2 separate regions of the Bombyx mori genome follow, and region 2 is linked to region 1. A link is a contact called in public Hi-C data. All regions are on one chromosome and are shown on one strand. The core of a region is the stretch at or near the end of the contact, and the rest is flanking DNA. Distances in the headings are between cores, read along the strand shown. Region 1 holds the start of LOC101746519 (transcription factor cwo). Region 2 overlaps LOC101746519 (transcription factor cwo).

Region 1 (6,129 bases), core at 1,570-4,069:
TACAATTTGTAAGATACCTTTATTAACAGAATATTGATCGAAGTTAATCGATATTTAATGACAGAAAATTTTGAGAAATTCAGTGGATTTAAAACCTAAATGAAAATTGAAAAAGTACATAGAGTTCCTTTTTTAAATATTGTATATTATCGGCTACAGGCTGTTAGGATTTATCGATTTTTTAGTAGTGGCTAGGGCCCATTTCCAATAATTCTCGCTCTTGCGCAATTTTACATATTAAGACGTTTAGTTTAAGATTCACAGTTTAAAAAAATCTATTTAATAATTATTCCTACGGAACATTAGATACGATTAAATAGATTATACCGTAGGTAATCTTAGTCTTGCGAGTGACCTACTGTCATTGTCTCTATTTATTTGCCGATTATTATTAGCTTGCTTGAAAATTGGTCGGTAAAAATCTGCAAAAGTACACATTACAGGTATTGGTTTTACAATGGCGATACTCAATATGTCTGTAATAAACGAATCTTTGTCCAGGGCTAAAGACCAAACTATTTTATATTAACGAAGAAAGCTGAAGTTTTTCGAAGAATATTGGGCGGCTTTTGTGGGTAAACCACAGAAATAAATCAAATTTCTCTGGGGTAAGCGGTACTAGGGCGATCTTAATGGTTTTGATATTATTTTACGAACACCAGCGTTCAATTTATAGTCTATTGCATTCGATCTGCCACAGTCCTACAGATTGCCAGATCTCATGAATTGCCGTGGCAGTAGAAGTAGGCTTCGTTTAGTTCTCAAAGTAAGTAATCGACAAAAATGTACGAATTAAGTGGCGATAGCACCTCTTTGAGGACAGCCTCACGTTGCTTTGATCTCAACCTCACGGCTACCCTCCTAAGTATGACGTCATGGTTTCGCCTTTATAATAGACATCGTGTTTGTTAAGACTTTGGATATTTTTTCCCCTACTAATTCGCTAGTAGCATAAGGGGCTATTCCAGTCTGTCGCAGACGGGATTAGCGTTAGGAAGTACATATAATGTACATCAGAGTTTTTATCCGAAAATAAGTACAGGTAATAGGCCCCTAGAATTTAGGGTAGGACGTTAAGTATTTAGGCCAGGATTAGTCGTTATTGCCAGTATTAGGGATATAGGCTATCATACGATAGACCAGTACTGTCGTATAAATTCCTATGAAAGTCCTCTGAATATTTTAAGAAAATCAAAATGGGAAGTAATTTATGTACTGTTTTCTTTTATTAATATAACAAATAAAACAGCATTACAATAGTAAGTACAGTATCTAATTATAGATTTATTTTTATATACATAACTGCACTTATGTACGAACGTAAGTAAACACTTATATTATAATAAAATTATACCTAGTCGCGTCGTATCGTAATTAATAAGAATAATTTATTGCTAGTAAATATTATAACCTAAATAATAATAGCATTGAGTGTTAAATCAAATAAATAGTTACTTTTGCGTTTTAATAACGACTTTATTTTATTGCTTAGATGGGTGGACGAGCTCACGGCCCACCTGATGTTAAGTGATTACTGGAGCTATGGGCTCCACATGGACATCTACAATGTAAATACCGCCAATGAGATTGAGATATTAGTGCTAAGGTTTCACTTTTAACAGTAAGTACCTACAACGCAGAAATAGGCAAGAAGATGGTGGTACCTACCTGTGCGGACTCATAAGACGTCTATCGGTCAATGCTAAAGATGCCATCAAGATTAGTAAACTTGTTTTGGTTAAAGTTTGTGATAAAACTTAAGCATTTTTTTCTATAGATACCTAAGTACTCATTGAAATTAATCACGCAATCTTGAGTTCGAGTGATAGTCAATAAAATTATTCAATGAGTCTCAATTAAATTTGTCACGAAAACTAGGCATAAAAGTTTAATTAAGTACCCAAAAGATAGAAGTGTAATCGATCGTTTGATAGGTATCCTTAATTTGCAATTGAATTACTTATGCCCATTACAAGCATAATAAATAATACAACTAAAACAAAACAAACACTACCACGATACTAAATAAAAAAAAAAATGTTACTACTGTTATAAACTTCCATACGCATGGCTTTCATCTTCGAACAACTCCTCTCAATCAGATATGTCCAGTTTCAAGCAATTAGTTTTGTATTTCAAGGCCTCTGGCACATAATTTTAATATCACCACAACATCTTTAAAATGAATTAATCGAGTATTCCACTTACTTGTCGTATTTAACGGCATGTCCGTTTTCCTCCCAATAATGTCGTGTTTCCATATTCACTTTGTATCACAACAAAAACAAAAAACACTCACTGTTCTATTTTTTTTACAAAATCAACACTCACTTGTTAATTTAATATTCGAAAACTTTATCACATTTCCGCCGAAGCAAATAAAACACTAAAGCAGACACTTAGTTATGTTAAATCTTTGCAATCCATTTTCAATTGATGCGAACAATACGATTATAAATTGTTGTTTTGGTCGTATTCAACTGCATATAGAATAAAGTAGTGCACACGTCATCACAGCGAGCGCTTTGCAGCCATTCTGATGAATTCTGCGCGGCGCGATAGAATGCCGGCCGGTGCGAGTCATGTGACTCCGATCAAAGCGTCAAAATATGACACGGGGCTGTTTAATGAGCACATTATTCAGCCCGTGCTTCGGGATTTTCCTTGAAAACTTTCTGAGGGTCTAACCTAATAGACTTATACGTAATGTCGTATTACTTAGAACGTATGTTCGTACGGTAAGCAGGGCGGGCGACTTATACATACATTTAATACAATGTTTGAGAGCCGCTGTGTTAGGCCACGCTCAGACGCACGTGACCACAACCACTATGACGTGACTCGTGTCGCGCCGTAGCCCGGCTGCCGATCTGTCTCTTATATTATTGTAACCAATTTAAGTTTTCAGGTTACCTTTGTAGTTTGCAAATAATTTATTGCCTATCAAGGTTTTGTTGACGTGATTTTTGGACTTTCAGACCTGGACATGGCTTAAGCTTCAGTAACGCAGCGAGATGAAATGCATTCCGCGTTGTGTATTATTATTGCCTAGTAAAACTTATCCTTGAAGTTCAAGGATAAGTTTAATTAACCTTTCCGCTTCAAGTTGAAGCGGAAAGGTTAATGTAAGGACAATCTGTATAAATTGCGTTTTGATGCGACGACGGTCAGTGGTAAGATGATAAAAAAGATCATCTCAAATAATTTCTTAGAGCATTCCGGAACGTACGGTATGAAGCTCGAAGAAAAGTTTTGCCCTTAGAAATAAGGTGGCACTCTACAAAACTTGCATACACCCCGTTATGACCTATGCAAGCGTAGTGTTTGTTCGCTCACGCGGCCCGCACTAACTTCAAATCATTACAAGTTATTCAATCCCGTTTTTGCAGAATAGCCGTTGGAGCTCCGTGGTACGTCAGAAACGTCGACCTCCATGACGACCTGGACTTAGAGTCCATCAGTAAGTATCTTCAGTCGGCGTCGATGCGCCACATCGATAAAGGCACGACACGAGAACCCTCTCATCGTGGCCGCCGGAAACTACATTCCCGATCCTACGGACCAAATGGTAAACAGTCGTCATCGCCCTAAGCACGTCATTTCGGATCCTCCCAATCCACTAAAGGTGCTTTTAGGTACCTCAAGCATCGGTCATCGTTCTCGTCGAACCCGTCGCTTGTGATGTACGGCTCGACGAGTAAATTAACCCTCAGACACAGCCCACTGAGTTTCTCGCCGGATCTTCTCAGTGGGTCGCGTTTCCGATCCGGTGGTAGATTCTGCGAAGCACTGCTCTTGCTAGGGTCAGTGTTAGCAACTCTCCGGTTTGAGCCCCGTGAGCTCACCTACACACGTTAGGGTGAAGCTGAAATAGCCTCTCAAGGCTATCAGCATAGGAAGGAAAAAAAAAAAAAAAAAAAACGACCGATTTTGCGTCCAGCGAGTGCCCCCACCACCGCGAACGTCGTGCAGATAGACAGTGAATAACGCTGACGTACGTCAGAGCGGTCCTACGTCGTGCGTGCTTGATCGTGTGTAGACTTGCTGTACAGCAAATTTAACATTTAGAGCTTGCTTCGAGAGGAGACTGCACGTCAAAATGGATCGTGAAACACTTTCAAGATTTATTGAAAGATATAAGTTCCACATGTTTGTGGAATGTCTCAAGCGCAGACTATATGAATAAACAAAAAATAATAAACGTATTACAATTTTTTAGGTCCATTTTAGGGGAAGCTGCAAGGATTGATAGCGTGCGTAAAAAATGATATTAATTATTTGAGTATACTCTGCACGTTTAAAAAAATCATCCAAAACCTCTTGCTATTTTTTGCCTCTCTTCTGCTGCTGCAGCTGACAACATCAGCAGGACTCCCATTTTTGGCGTTTTGATAAAACAGCTGGCATTTTAAATAAATTAAAACTCTCTCATTTAATTCGTTCGATTTATACTGTTCGCGCTTGCGGCCTTGAGCTGACGTACAGCCGTGATGGATCGTGAATAAAGCGCTAAATGCATCGTGCATCGTGCATGGCCTTGGCGGGACGTACAGCAAGATGGATCGTGAATAAGGCGCTTTTTTTCTTTGAATTGTCAAAGCACACGTAGGTACTTCCTTTAATTATAAGATACGGGGAATCCCCGCGAGTCAGTATAGACAGTTTTGCCAGTTCAATCGGTCCAAATTTGTAGTTGCGATAAAAATATGAAATGGTTCAAATATTTTTATTATTTATTGTGATATTTTGCCGCCCTCTAAAAAGTGCCGCCTGGGGCGGGCCGCCTCCCCACCACGCTACGTCACTGCGTCGGAGCCCCATGGTTCGTCAGGTACATCGACTGCACGACGACCTGGACCTAGAGTCCATCAGTAAGTATCTCCAGTCGGTATCAATACGCCACTTCGATAATGCGGCACGGCACGAGAATCCTCTCATCGTGGCCGCCAGGAACTACATAGCCAATCTTGCGGATCAAAAGGTAAACAGTCGAAGTCGTCCAAAACACGTCATTTCGGATCCTCCCGATCCACTAACGGTGCCTTTAGGTACCCCAATAAAGAAAGGTCAATTGTTATTTGTCAACAACTTGTTGTTGCTTGAACGACATAAGTTTAAAACATAATAATATAATCCAAACAATACGGTTTTTAATCAATGACACGCTTATTTCCTACTCTCATCGATGTTTACGGCCGTCATGCGAAAAATACTTTAAGCTCCCATATAACGGGCCTAGTTATGCATAGGTACCTATTATAAATTGGGAACGCACATCGCCGGATTTTGGTTTATTATTATTCTATAAATTTTACTTTTTATATCACCTTTTTTTAGTTCCTGTGGCAAGAAATAATCACCAACCACTGCTACCGGATTTCGTAATCAAAACAAATATTTACACAGTCAAGTTAAATTAACAATTTCCGACGCTTTTCTGATATTTTAGTTTTTTTTATTACTAGTCAGTACACTCTTATTTAATTTTGAAGAATTGAAGAAAACTTGAAATTGAATTTCGTGCAAGACAACTAGTTCTTCTTCTCAGTCGGTTCGCTCTTTTCAGAGCAGCCATGGTCGTTCTAAAATATTTTTACAAACTCAGGGCTGTGGTTCATCTGGTGTAAGCTAGGCTTTTACACAAACGTAAAAGCCCCCATCCAACTTGAGACATGATAATAATAATAATACTAACAAATATGTATTCCAAACATAAAAAAAAAAAACATGAGGACATGAGGTCAAAGTCTTAATTGTTATTGTATTACTCTACAATCTGGATCGTGAGATTGTTTTGCGGTAGGAATAGTCAGGATGGTGGGGGCTTATACGCTCCACTACCAAAAAAATCTGCATCAATCTGTCGTCAAACTGCAATACCTACATGAACGGAGTCTCCAAAAGCAGACTTGGGACCTGCCGAAGTCGAACACAGGGCTATAGTTATTCGTTTAATGGGATGGAAGGTAATCGAGGGCCTTTCAAGCTTCGCCAGCTTATGTGGGTAGCACGGTTCAGCCAGGAGGAGTTATATTTGTTTACAGTAGTCCGAGTACCTGCGAAGGAGGCCCTACAGCTCGCGAAACAGTTCCGGGAAGGAACTCACCGGGCTGATGATATGTGCTAGAT
Region 2 (5,570 bases), core at 1,319-3,818, 42 kb before region 1:
ATTTTACCCGCCGATCCACATATCTCGTAATCTTTCATTGGTCCTTAAAACTTAGACTAGGTTTTTTTAATTATTATATATACATTTCTTTCATACACGATTCGCGTGAAAATTCATTATTATATTTTCCTGATAATACCGTGTAATATTTGAAAAGAAACTAGAGTTCCCTTTATATTTTAAAAATCTGAGCAAACCGTATTTCTTAATAAAAAAATATTTTGACTTAGGAACATGAACATCGGTTTCATATTGTGACAGTTACAAATTTTATATAACAATTTGCTTATCAAAATGTTCTCAAAATTCTTTAAGAAACATTAAAGTTTGATACGAAAATACGATTACGATATCTTCAGTTAAATAAAATTTCAGTCTTATAACTATCCGATAGGCTTAACTTCATATTATATTGATTATTTCTGTCCTAAATCCAAACTTTCTTTTTTATGTTACTTTTTAGTAATATATGGCATCTAGACGTTATATAGAAAATCTAAGATTGAATGCCTAATGTATATTATATACATTTATTTATCTATTCTATTTTTAGAACAAATTTTTGGAGTTTACTCCTTATGAATCGATTTCATTCATAGCTCTCTCGTATTTGAATTTGATAGGTGGCAGTAAAACCAAGCGATAACAAAAAAACGTTTTGATATGACACTTAAATAACAAATCATATTGTAATCAATTGGCATGATTATCTAACGTCATATTTATTAATTTTTTAAAAGAAACGACATAAAATAATGACAGGCATTTTTAAAAAACATGTCTTTATTATAAATCTGTAGTAATGTCTAAAATTGAAATTATATTTTAGATCTGTTCAGAGTTATATTAACGGTTTATCGGTTTACCTCACGTGTAACCGTATTCTCGAAAATATTAAATAATAATTAAGAGTCATTTATGTTAACTTTATTAGTCTTAAATTAGTAAGTTAATATTCTGTTAGCGCTATTTAAGCAGAATGTTTCAAAATTTATTAACTCTTAACATAGCGATATATTATTATGTATCTGACAAGATTGCAGCACTTCTAAAGGGTAAACTCCGGTCTCACGTCAGAACTGATACAATGTTTTTCTCAGTATTGTATGTTGGGTACATACATTTTTAATCAATCTACCTATGACATTAACTTATCGTCGTTTTCAAACCAAAATCTGCTATGTGCACTTTTTGAGATTTTTACTTTTTGACCTTTTCGTATGATTCACACCCCTATCTACCGTATAAAAAAACTGTTATGTGTCTGTATCTTTAATATTTATCTATAGCTTTCATTTGATGTAGTTCTTAAAAATTCATACTCATATAAAATTTTATACGAAAATGTTTTACTCGTTAATTCTTGCACATAACAGATTTAGGTTTGACAGCGACATTATGCAAAATGTACATAATTAGTTTCGTGATGCATACAGTTCGCTCTGCATTAATATGATTCAAATTACTTTATAAGAAAAAGTTTCGTAAATGTACATTAAAATCCATCTGTACATCTTAGCTCAGAGCCATTTTTGGACGTTTGTAATTTGAACACTGCTACGCTTACATATTCAATTTAAAGTATCTTATACTCTTAAGCCTATTCTCCATCATGCAAATAATGGAGAGCAGTTATTTAAGCACATACATATTAATAAATTCTATGCCAAATACAATACAAAAAAAAAATACATTTGTAACTTAATATTTGTACAATACAGACTACTTTTGTTCCCGTATGGTTATAATCTGAACTAGCTGCAAATTTTAAACAATTTCCCAAATGTATGGAATAACAAAGTATTTAAATATAAAATCCTTTATAACAAACTATTGTTAAAAAAATGTTTTTTTATTCTATTTCAGAAGCCATAATATATATGAAGACACCGTTAAATCTATTTATTAGTCTACATTCTGTACGTTTATATCACAGCCGTATCTAAGACCACTGAATCGCTCGACTCCAAGAAACTCGACCCCCATCAATGTAGTATAAGTCTATCGATTATCTAAAAAATAATATTTACCGACAAAATAAGACAAATACGCGAACACAACTTAAAATTTCGATAGCATATATTAATACACATTTGGCACCGATTTCATATAAATAAATGAATTAGACTGGAAACAGAGTCGATGTTTTAGATAAGTTAAAAAAATAAAAAGCATTAACAACAATTGTAGGTATTTAGTTTATAACAATTTTTAAATCTTGACTAGACTAACCAAATTGCAAATGTATTTCCATTATATATACCATGTAATTTCACAGGAATGTTCATGGTTCAACACGGAAACCATAAGTAACGTTAATGCAAATCAAACCGTTTATCGATTTTATATAAATAATATGACGCTTCATTCAACGTTATATAACAAAAACTTAACACTAAAACGTAACATTACATAACAATATAAACGCGTTTTCAACGGTACAGGCGGATAACTGCACTAAAAAAAATATTTTAAATTTCCCGCCAATATTCACGTCAAAGTTCTTCGTCACTCGGCAAAGGTAATTGAACCAAACAGTCCAGTGTTCAGAACCTTCGTTTAAGTAGGGCGCCACTCGCGTTCGGCTGGTTCTCGCTTGACGTGATAGTTTAGGCACGGTTGGAAGTTGACGTGGATGGTAACAGGATGCAACGGAGCAGAGAGATGTACCGCGCGAGCGTCTAGTACATCATATGGCCCGAGGTGACGCGCCAAGCATGCGTAGTCTACACTCAGTGGCACGTAATATTTTCCTGTAAGAATATTTTTTATAAGAAAAATTGTATTTCATGTCTCGTTGGTTTAGTGGACAGCGACTATTCTACGGAAAACGTATTAAAATAATTACAAGAATTTAAAATGTGATTCCTTGTGTACTAACTTCCGATCTCGTCTATAACAACGGTAATATCACTGTTCATAAGGTAAATTAAAACTTACTTAATTCTATTTTAGACAAGTTTAAGGAATTATCAAGAGAGTCATTGAGTAAACAGTTACCAGCTCAATTAAAATTTTCCTATATTTCTTTAAATCCGTCATAATAATAAACTTTCACCTTAAAATAACACCCTTAAATTAGACACATATGTTGAAGAAATGTTGGTACACATCGTATAAAACTTGTTTATATTTACACAGGTACCAGTAAGATAATTATTGGAACAATGACATAGACCAGCGGTTATAATAAAAAAAAATTAGAGTATTGTTGCAATTTACGATTGAATAATTACCTAGAGCATTCAATGCGAATACCGGAACGTATTGCGTCGGAGGCGGAGGTTTCTCGTAATGGTGATGATGTGGCGAATCACTAGACGTGTCCTGAATTAAACAGAGATATCGTTAAACTTAATTACAACACAGTCGATTAGTTTTACAGGACCATTTGTTAGTGAATCTACCGGAAAACATTATATGACATATCAAGACTCAGTAGGGTAGCGTCTCGTGATGTTGACAGACGGTGAGCAGTGCCTTGGCTCTGCCCCTGGCATTGCTGAAGTCCATGGGCGACGGTAACCACTCACCATCAGGTGGGCCGTACGCTCGTCTGCCTAAAAGGGCAATAAAAAAAGACACAAAGTGCCTGCAGACACACTAGCGTCTATTGACTCCGGTAGCTCCCCAAGATCAAGATTAAGTTCCTCTTTTCTCACCCGGTAGTACTTAAGTCTTCAGACATACTCTATCTCGTTCTCTCTCAGGCATATATGTATATGTCTGTCTCTTTTTAGTGTCGCGGAATATGTTTTCGGTTACAAAACTAAATCCCGTTTGGTTTACCTGCGGCGATGTGTCCCGGGCTTCTTCGGTGGAGCCGGACGCGGATGTGGAGGTGGAGGGCGCGGGCTTGGCGGCGCGACGGCGCTTGTGTGAGTACACGCGGCCGTGACCGATGCGCACCGCTTGCTCAGCTGCCTGTAACGCAATAATAGACTCTCGGTACAATAGCAATAAATGTGGTTTTAGTGTGCGCACCGGTCGACCTCGATAAGGATATGAGGCTCTGTTTTTGACTGCTCTGCGGTACACCGGTGGTGTCTTATAAAATAAAAGAGTGAACTGTAATACGACAGGTGTAATATTTGGGAGAGTAAAAATCAAGATTTTTGAAGTCGTCGTGGCCTAAAGGATAAGACGTCCGGTGCATTTGTATCTAGCGATGCACCGGTGTTCGAATCCCGCAGGCGGGTACCAATTGTTCTGATGAAATACGTACTTAACAAAATATGTTCACGATCGACTTCCACGGTGAAGGATTAACATCGTGTAATAAAAATCTTAATTTATTATTGAATTACACTTTTATTATTAAATGCCAACAACGGCTCCCCACCGTTCAAACCGAAACGCATTACTGCTTCACGGCAGAAATAGGTAGCATAGTGGTACCTACCCGTGCGGACTCACGAGTAGTCCTACCCCACCAGTAATCACAAGAGGTCCTACCACCAGTAGTCACAAGAAGTCCTACCACCAGTGAATATAAAGTATCTCGCTATTACCATTACCTACATTTACTAAGCTTGATGAAGTACCCGCTTTTAACGTGACAACCGTCACACGCCCCCACAACACACGAGGTGCATCGCTAGATACGAATGCACCGGACTTCTTATCCTTTAGGTCACGACAACTTCAATAATAAACTAAAAATAATTTTCTTCTCTCTGTTAGTCAATCAATCAATCATGTATTTTTTAATGAAAATTAGGAATTAAGTCTCACCTCATCCTGCGATCTCGAAAATCGCCTTTCAATAGAATTCTTGAATTTGTATGAGTGTAGATAGTCTTCTGTGTGTTCCGGCTTCCTGATAGCCCGTAGTGTGGGCTCGCACTTGCGGCGGGGGTCCGCAGTCACCAGCTCCGCGTCCCGACCCTCCCGGGCTGCCTCACCCTCGGCACCAGACACTTGATTCACTGGAACTGAGACCAACATTCCACTTAATACACGACGGTTATCTGGAGTGGTGATTATATCGAAGTCTTTGTCAAGATTATTGTTGTGGCCGCACCGAATTGCCGAGAGCGCCATCTATTGCCTCGAGTAGATGAACGAAATCTAATCGTGGAAGAGCTCTAAGAAATTCGTATTGGGAAGTTCGAGAATGTTCTACTCTATTCCGTGCGGGCCGTAAAAACGCGAACAAGCCTATGCTCTGTATTTCATTCTCACAAAACGTGTTTTAGTGTAAATACAATTTTTATAGCCGGATTTAAACATTGATTGATGATAAAATTTTGTGTACTCTCTGTCTGCATGAAGTTGCAACGCTTGTAACTACTTCATTTTTGAAGAGGATTTTATATTGTATTCGTCGATCGAATGTATAAAATTTACGTTAAGTAAACTTTTTTAATAACAAAATCTAAATCATATCATATGTAGTGTTGTGTGTTTCTTCTTAGAAGTAGAAGCAATCACAGTTACGACTTTTAAAGCACTAAATGGCGCCAAAATTATACGAAGAGTGAAATTACAACCATAGAGCCACAGAGTGTTCTCTATTTGAATTTGAATAAAAAAAAATATATTCAGCTTTCTTAACTATGTAACCAGCC

What was found. A called contact is a pair of places that touch in the nucleus more often than the background predicts.
Region 2: a contact with region 1 is called in a Hi-C map of middle silk gland, with 1.8 times the contacts expected there. The contact joins the enhancer-like site here to the promoter of LOC101746519 in region 1. A contact is called at or near these places in 3 of 7 Hi-C or Micro-C datasets (middle silk gland, midgut and whole pupa).

Annotation. Positions count from the first base shown.
Region 1 is chr22:15,259,751-15,265,879 of ASM3026992v2, reverse strand. LOC101746519 (transcription factor cwo) reads right to left here and starts at 2,819. Exons shown (of 10, transcript XM_021347011.3): 1 at 2,209-2,819. The coding sequence starts at 2,261.
Region 2 is chr22:15,301,664-15,307,233 of ASM3026992v2, reverse strand. LOC101746519 (transcription factor cwo) reads right to left here. Exons shown (of 10, transcript XM_021347011.3): 7 at 4,735-4,934; 8 at 3,790-3,924; 9 at 3,237-3,327; 10 at 1-2,753. The coding sequence ends at 2,560. Among protein-coding and RNA genes, the nearest start is that of LOC101737053, 23 kb to the left of the region's middle. Within about 2 kb of position 2,568, at least 8 of the 8 cell types and tissues checked have open chromatin away from gene starts, as enhancers often do.